Linked DNA regions of Macaca mulatta: region 2 is linked to region 1. Evidence: chromatin contacts called from public Hi-C data. All regions are on one chromosome and are shown on one strand. The core of a region is the stretch at or near the end of the contact, and the rest is flanking DNA. Distances in the headings are between cores, read along the strand shown.

Region 1 (2,700 bases), core at 149-2,648:
CACTCGAGGGTAGGGGATTCCACAAGGGAGTGAATCCCAGGAGGCCCAGGGATCCTTGGGGCCATTTAGAGGCTGCCTACAACAAACCCTAAATTCAGCAAAGCAAAGTTAAATACTTCTTTATATGGTGGTGTTCTGTTCTGTTCTAACTCATGGAAATAATTTTTGTTTCATGAACAAAAGAATTCATGCATTCATCCTTATATGTTTTTTTTCCTCAGAATAATCAGTTGCAGTTTTATTGTTCTGCAGTAACACCTTAGAACTTCCCATCTGTTTTTGATATTTTCTGAATTTTATCATTTTGATATAGTTTGAGAAGTTTGATAAACTAGGAAACTGATTATCACTTCACCTTTCATAATCATTTAGGGGACATTCTCCTGTAGTCCTTGTTTTAGAAATATACGCTGACATGAGTGGGTGTAAAAGGGCATAATGTCTGCAGCTTACCCTCAGATCGTTCAGAAAACATGCTGCAGAGAGAGTGATCAAGCAAATGGGGTGAATGTCAGCCATTGGTAAATCTGAGTGAGGGTATTCAGGACTCCTTTTTACTATGCTTATATTTTTTTTTCTGTAAGTTTGAGATAATGTCAAAGTTAAAATTTTGAAAAAGAAATTCTTATACTCCTCCCCAGACCTACTGTATGAGAATTACAAATGGGACCTGAGAAACTTATTGTTATCCTTAGATCCATTCTGATTACCGATCAGCAAGGTTGGGAACACACTGCGTGAGAATACACTCATTCTACTCATAAAGTTGTCTTCATAGAGCATCTGAAATTGCCAGTTGCATTTTTGAGTCTAATTTTGAAGCCAAGGGCAGAAGAGACCCCTCAAAGATGCGTTTGTGGTTACTTTGCATAAGTCCTCCTCATAAGTCTTCTGGCTCACCCCCAATTTTGTGCCACATCTCAGATATAGGGAGACCAGCAAACAGGGTAATGTCAGCTCCCACACTGGGTCCTCTGCTTATGGGGTGCAGCCCAGTGGGAACACAGAGTGGAGCACATCAGTCCTACCTGTGGCGGACTACGGAGGCTTCATGAAGATGTGGCAAATGCACTGTGCCTTCAGTAATAGAAATGCATGGGTCTGTGCAAAGCCAAAGAACTCTCAAACAGCAGGACCCTGAAACTAGAAACCTGCTACTGTTCAGTGTGCTGGGCACAGAGGTTGAGAGTGAGAGCCAAGAGAGGCATCTGTGATTTTCCCAGAGCTGCCTGCACAGCCTGCACAGTGGCTCTGCACTAAGGTTCCCGGCCAGAAGGGCAGTGGGGAAGGAGCAGGGGAGGGAGCTGTAGAGAAGTGGGAGAGGAGACCCAGGGGTGGTGGGCTCAAGGTCCAGTCCAGGTGTGTCAGGTTGGTGGCTGGACGATTGGGTGTCTCCCACACTCTCCCAGGGACCGCACATTCCTCAGCACATTTTAAATAGCATAGGTGGGGTTTGTGTGAGACCCTGCTTCCCTAAGAATGAAGGACTTTCCCTGGAGGCCAGGACTTTAAAAACTGTTGGCAGAGTTCCTTTCTTGCGTGTGACTGTTGGTGATGCACATTTGTACCTGATGAAGGTTTTGTTTGGAAAGAGTCGTCTCTCATTGAATCAAGGCCATTAGGCTCTGACTCACCCCGCTGTTTTGTTTTGTTTTGTTTTGTTCCATTTCCGTCTAGTACGTGCTTTCCTCTGTGGTCAGCCATCACTTCCTCCCAGCCCGGAACACGCATGGGAGTGACTGGCTTTTCCGAGGACACTGAGGAAGTGTTGATACTGATACCAGTTCCTTTTTGAAAATAAGAATGGTAGTTTTTATCCTTGAGCTTATTGTGTTAAGTCATTGTGGATGTTTTAATCTTCCTTTCCATTGGTTTTCATGCCCTTTTAATCAGGCTTACATAAGTAAGAACATTTATCCATGTGCTTTGCTACATACTTATCTGGAATGCTTGGTTCAAAGGGCAATAAAATAAACACAACCCAGTACAGTTGCATGATTATTTATTTGGTGCAAGCTTGTTTGTTTGACTTCTCTGAAATGACTTATGGAAATATTGGTTTGCTTTCTTCTTCTAGATCCATCCAAGTTAACTGTGAATCAGCTGTGGGCTTTGCTAGGTGACACAGAATTACCCACTGAAAGCTGACCATGAGCTCCTGAAACATTTATTTGATGTGCTTTTAACAAAATGGCTTGCAGGTCTTTCAGGGTAACAGGCTCAAATCATCTATATTTTATAACTTTTACCAAGGGATTTCCTGTTAGCAAACAGCTTATCTCTTGTGTTCTCTGCTGTTCTTGGCTTCATATAAGAAAGCACTAGTAATGTTAGAGGAAGGACTAAATATTTGAAGGCATATTTGCTTCAACACCTGTTGAGTGGATCAGCTCATGTTTCTGAAAAGCAAAGCAAGGAGGTAGAGTTCTAACACACTCTAGATTTCACAACGTTTGTTCATTTGTCTGCAGCCATATGGTTTAGGCAGGATCATGCTGGCCAGCAGTTTAACCTAAACTGTGACTGTGATCTCCCTTCCAAAGAGTACCAGTCACATGGGCTAGATGCCATCTTTATAGAACTTTCCAGCTTCTGAAAAGGTTTGTGTGAAGGAAACAGAAGGAAGCCATTGCTGCTCTCAGTGTACAGTACAGCTATATCTTTAGACTTAGAAGCAGTGAATAGAAACGGGGAATTGGC
Region 2 (2,700 bases), core at 160-2,659, 120 kb before region 1:
AGAGAAATGTACTTATCAACTCTTGGGTAGATAAAAAGATAATGATACCAAGCCTACTGACAAAAAGCACCTTTTTTCTTATGAAACTGACATGACTTCTAGAATCTTCCAATAAGTAGGAATTAGAACTCATTCAGTTAATTCAATAGATATATTAACACCTACTTGATGCCAGACACTTTACTTGGCAGTGAGGATACAGCAGTGAACAGAAGGAAGGAAAACCTCTGTACTCGTGGAGTATATTTTAGGGGGGAAGATAGATGATAACGAGATGAAATGTATAGTATGTTAATCAGTGATAACCACTCAGGAGAAAAATAAGGTGAGGAAGGGAAATGGGAAGTACCATGGTAGGGGTGGTGGTACAGTTTTAAGGAAGTTGGTCTGAGAAAATGTCCTAGGGAGACTGATTTCTGGGTTAAGACCTGGAGTGAGTGATGGGAAAGCAATGCAGATACCTGGCGGAGGGGGGGCCTCTGGATATTCTGTTGACTATAAAATGCACAGGATATGAGCAAAGGCAGAGAGACCAGGTAGGAAGCCATGGCAATGACTTAGGACAGAGACAATAGTGTCCTGGACCAGGGCAGGAAATGTGGAGGTAGCCAAAGTGGGTGGGTTGTGGATAGATTTTCAAGGCAAAAAGAAGGATTTGATAATATGATGGAGGTGAGGGGTAACAAAAGAGAGACATCACAGATGACCCTCTGGTTTGGCCTGAGCACCTTCACAAATGGAATTGTCATTTCTGAGACAAGGATGACGCTGAGAATGGTTCGTGTCAAATAAGTCCTAGATAATACTGTAAGAGCATTATATCTTTATTTTAAAGGTGAGGATTAACACACATAGAGTAAAATGCATTAAAGTGTACTCATTCAAAATTATAGCTTTGCAGGAACACTGTATCTTAAACATCTTTTATTCATCATCGGAATTTGGGGGAAATATTTTTTCTTTGTTTCTTTAATAATTTACATCTTAAATCCTTTATCATTTTTAGCTGTTCTGAGAAACAAGGCACATGTCTCTCTGCTACAGATTGAAACATAAAATAATTTCTTCCACAAGTATCTTTTAGCCCTATTATACATACTCATAATATCCTGGCCCTATAGGGAGAATAAAGTATAATCTTTGCCCTCAGGGACCATATTATTTAGTTGAACATAAATAAATAATGTGAAAACTGCAGAATAATAACAAATTCAAACCCACTGGCTGACAGTTTTTCATTTCTTGACCTCATGAATGTGTATGTCACCTCCTTCTCTGGAATATCCATCACAAAATGACAGTGTTTTGGTTCTGTGATCTGAAAGATGACTTACTGAAAAGAGCATGTGAAGAAAATGTGTTATATCATTCCTGATGAGTAAGAAAGCCAACTGAGGCTTTGAAGCATGCCTCACATAAAGGGCTTTGATGTGGTATAATTTTGGGTTTCACTGGTACCTGAGTAAACCCATGTAGATGATGACATCTCATGAAAAACACATGCTTCTTAGTCAATTTACTAGTGAAATAGTGTTGAGGGAATCCAGCCTATAGGCAGTCCTCATGCTCAGCAGAAAAATGTTCTGACAATTAAAACAATTTTAATTTGAATCTTATTTTCTCATAGCAAAAGTGATGTGACAGAAAATTTTGATTCTAACTGGGGATCTGATGCCCAACATTTTATAGAAATTACCGTAAACATTGTACTTAATTACATTTATTTTCAAGTGTAAGTGGCATGCTATTTAGTGTAGAACTTAGATAGTATTTAAAAACTCAATGGCATTTTATTTATGCTAATCCTATCTCATACTATACCAGAGGCTGCTTTTGTTTTCATGCATTCTACTTAAGTTTTACTAAAGCAAACCAGAGCAACTCTCATGGCACTTAACAGAATTCAAAAGAACTTTGTTCAGATTTTTACCATCTTCTTTGAAAGAAACTTTGGACTGGTTGATAAATTTTTTGAAACGGATTCAAGAATAATTTTCTTTCTGCTGGGCACAGTGGCTCACACCTGTAATCCGAGCGCTTTGGGAGGCCAAGGTGAGAGAATCACGAGGTCAGGAGTTCAAAAAATACAAAAATTAGCCAGGCGTGGTGGCATGTGCCTGTAATCGAGCTACTCAGGAGGCTGAGGCAGGAGAATTGCTTGAACCCAGGAGGCGGAGGTTGCAGTGAGCCGAGATCGTGCCACTCTACCTCAGCCCGGGTGACAGAGCAAGACTCCATCTTAACAAAAAAAAAAAAGAATAATTTTCTTTCTGTCATTTCTCTGATATTTTGTTGAAAAGACTTTTTCCTCTAAACTACATAAACTAATGTGATTTTTTATGAACAGTAACTCTCTTAGCAATGGCAGAAAACTGTGCCATCATAGACAGCTACAGTTGCAGTCAGCTAGGTACCAATTACATTGCCCATCTGCTTCATAATTGTTATTTACGTTTCTTGGCAGAGATATTTCATGCTTCTCCTTTGCCTTTGATTTATTTGCATTGGTTTTTTTCACCTGTAGATCACACTTTAGATCTCCAACACTCTATCTATCTATCTATCTATCTATCTATCTATCTATCTATCTATCTATCTATCTATCCATCCTTATTTTTTGAGGCGGAGTTTTACTCGTCACCCAGGTTGGAGTGCAGTGGCGCAATCTCAGCTCACTGCAACCGCCGCCTCCTGAGTTCA

Evidence for each region. Hi-C and Micro-C count contacts between places; a contact is called where the count stands out from the background.
Region 2: a contact with region 1 is called in a Hi-C map of CD4 T cells, with 4 times the contacts expected there. The contact joins two enhancer-like sites. A contact is called at or near these places in 2 of 14 Hi-C or Micro-C datasets (CD4 T cells and liver).

What each region holds. Positions count from the first base shown.
Region 1 is chr2:106,726,524-106,729,223 of T2T-MMU8v2.0, reverse strand. The region is part of intron 12 of ANO10 (anoctamin 10); the gene reads left to right. Among named protein-coding and RNA genes, the nearest start is that of SNRK, 100 kb to the right of the region's middle. Within about 2 kb of position 1,398, at least 19 of the 40 cell types and tissues checked have an H3K27ac peak or open chromatin away from gene starts, as enhancers often do. A contact at or near this core is called in CD4 T cells, where this site is marked.
Region 2 is chr2:106,843,105-106,845,804 of T2T-MMU8v2.0, reverse strand. The region is part of intron 11 of ANO10 (anoctamin 10); the gene reads left to right. Among named protein-coding and RNA genes, the nearest start is that of ANO10, 98 kb to the left of the region's middle. Within about 2 kb of position 1,409, at least 5 of the 40 cell types and tissues checked have an H3K27ac peak or open chromatin away from gene starts, as enhancers often do. A contact at or near this core is called in CD4 T cells, where this site is marked.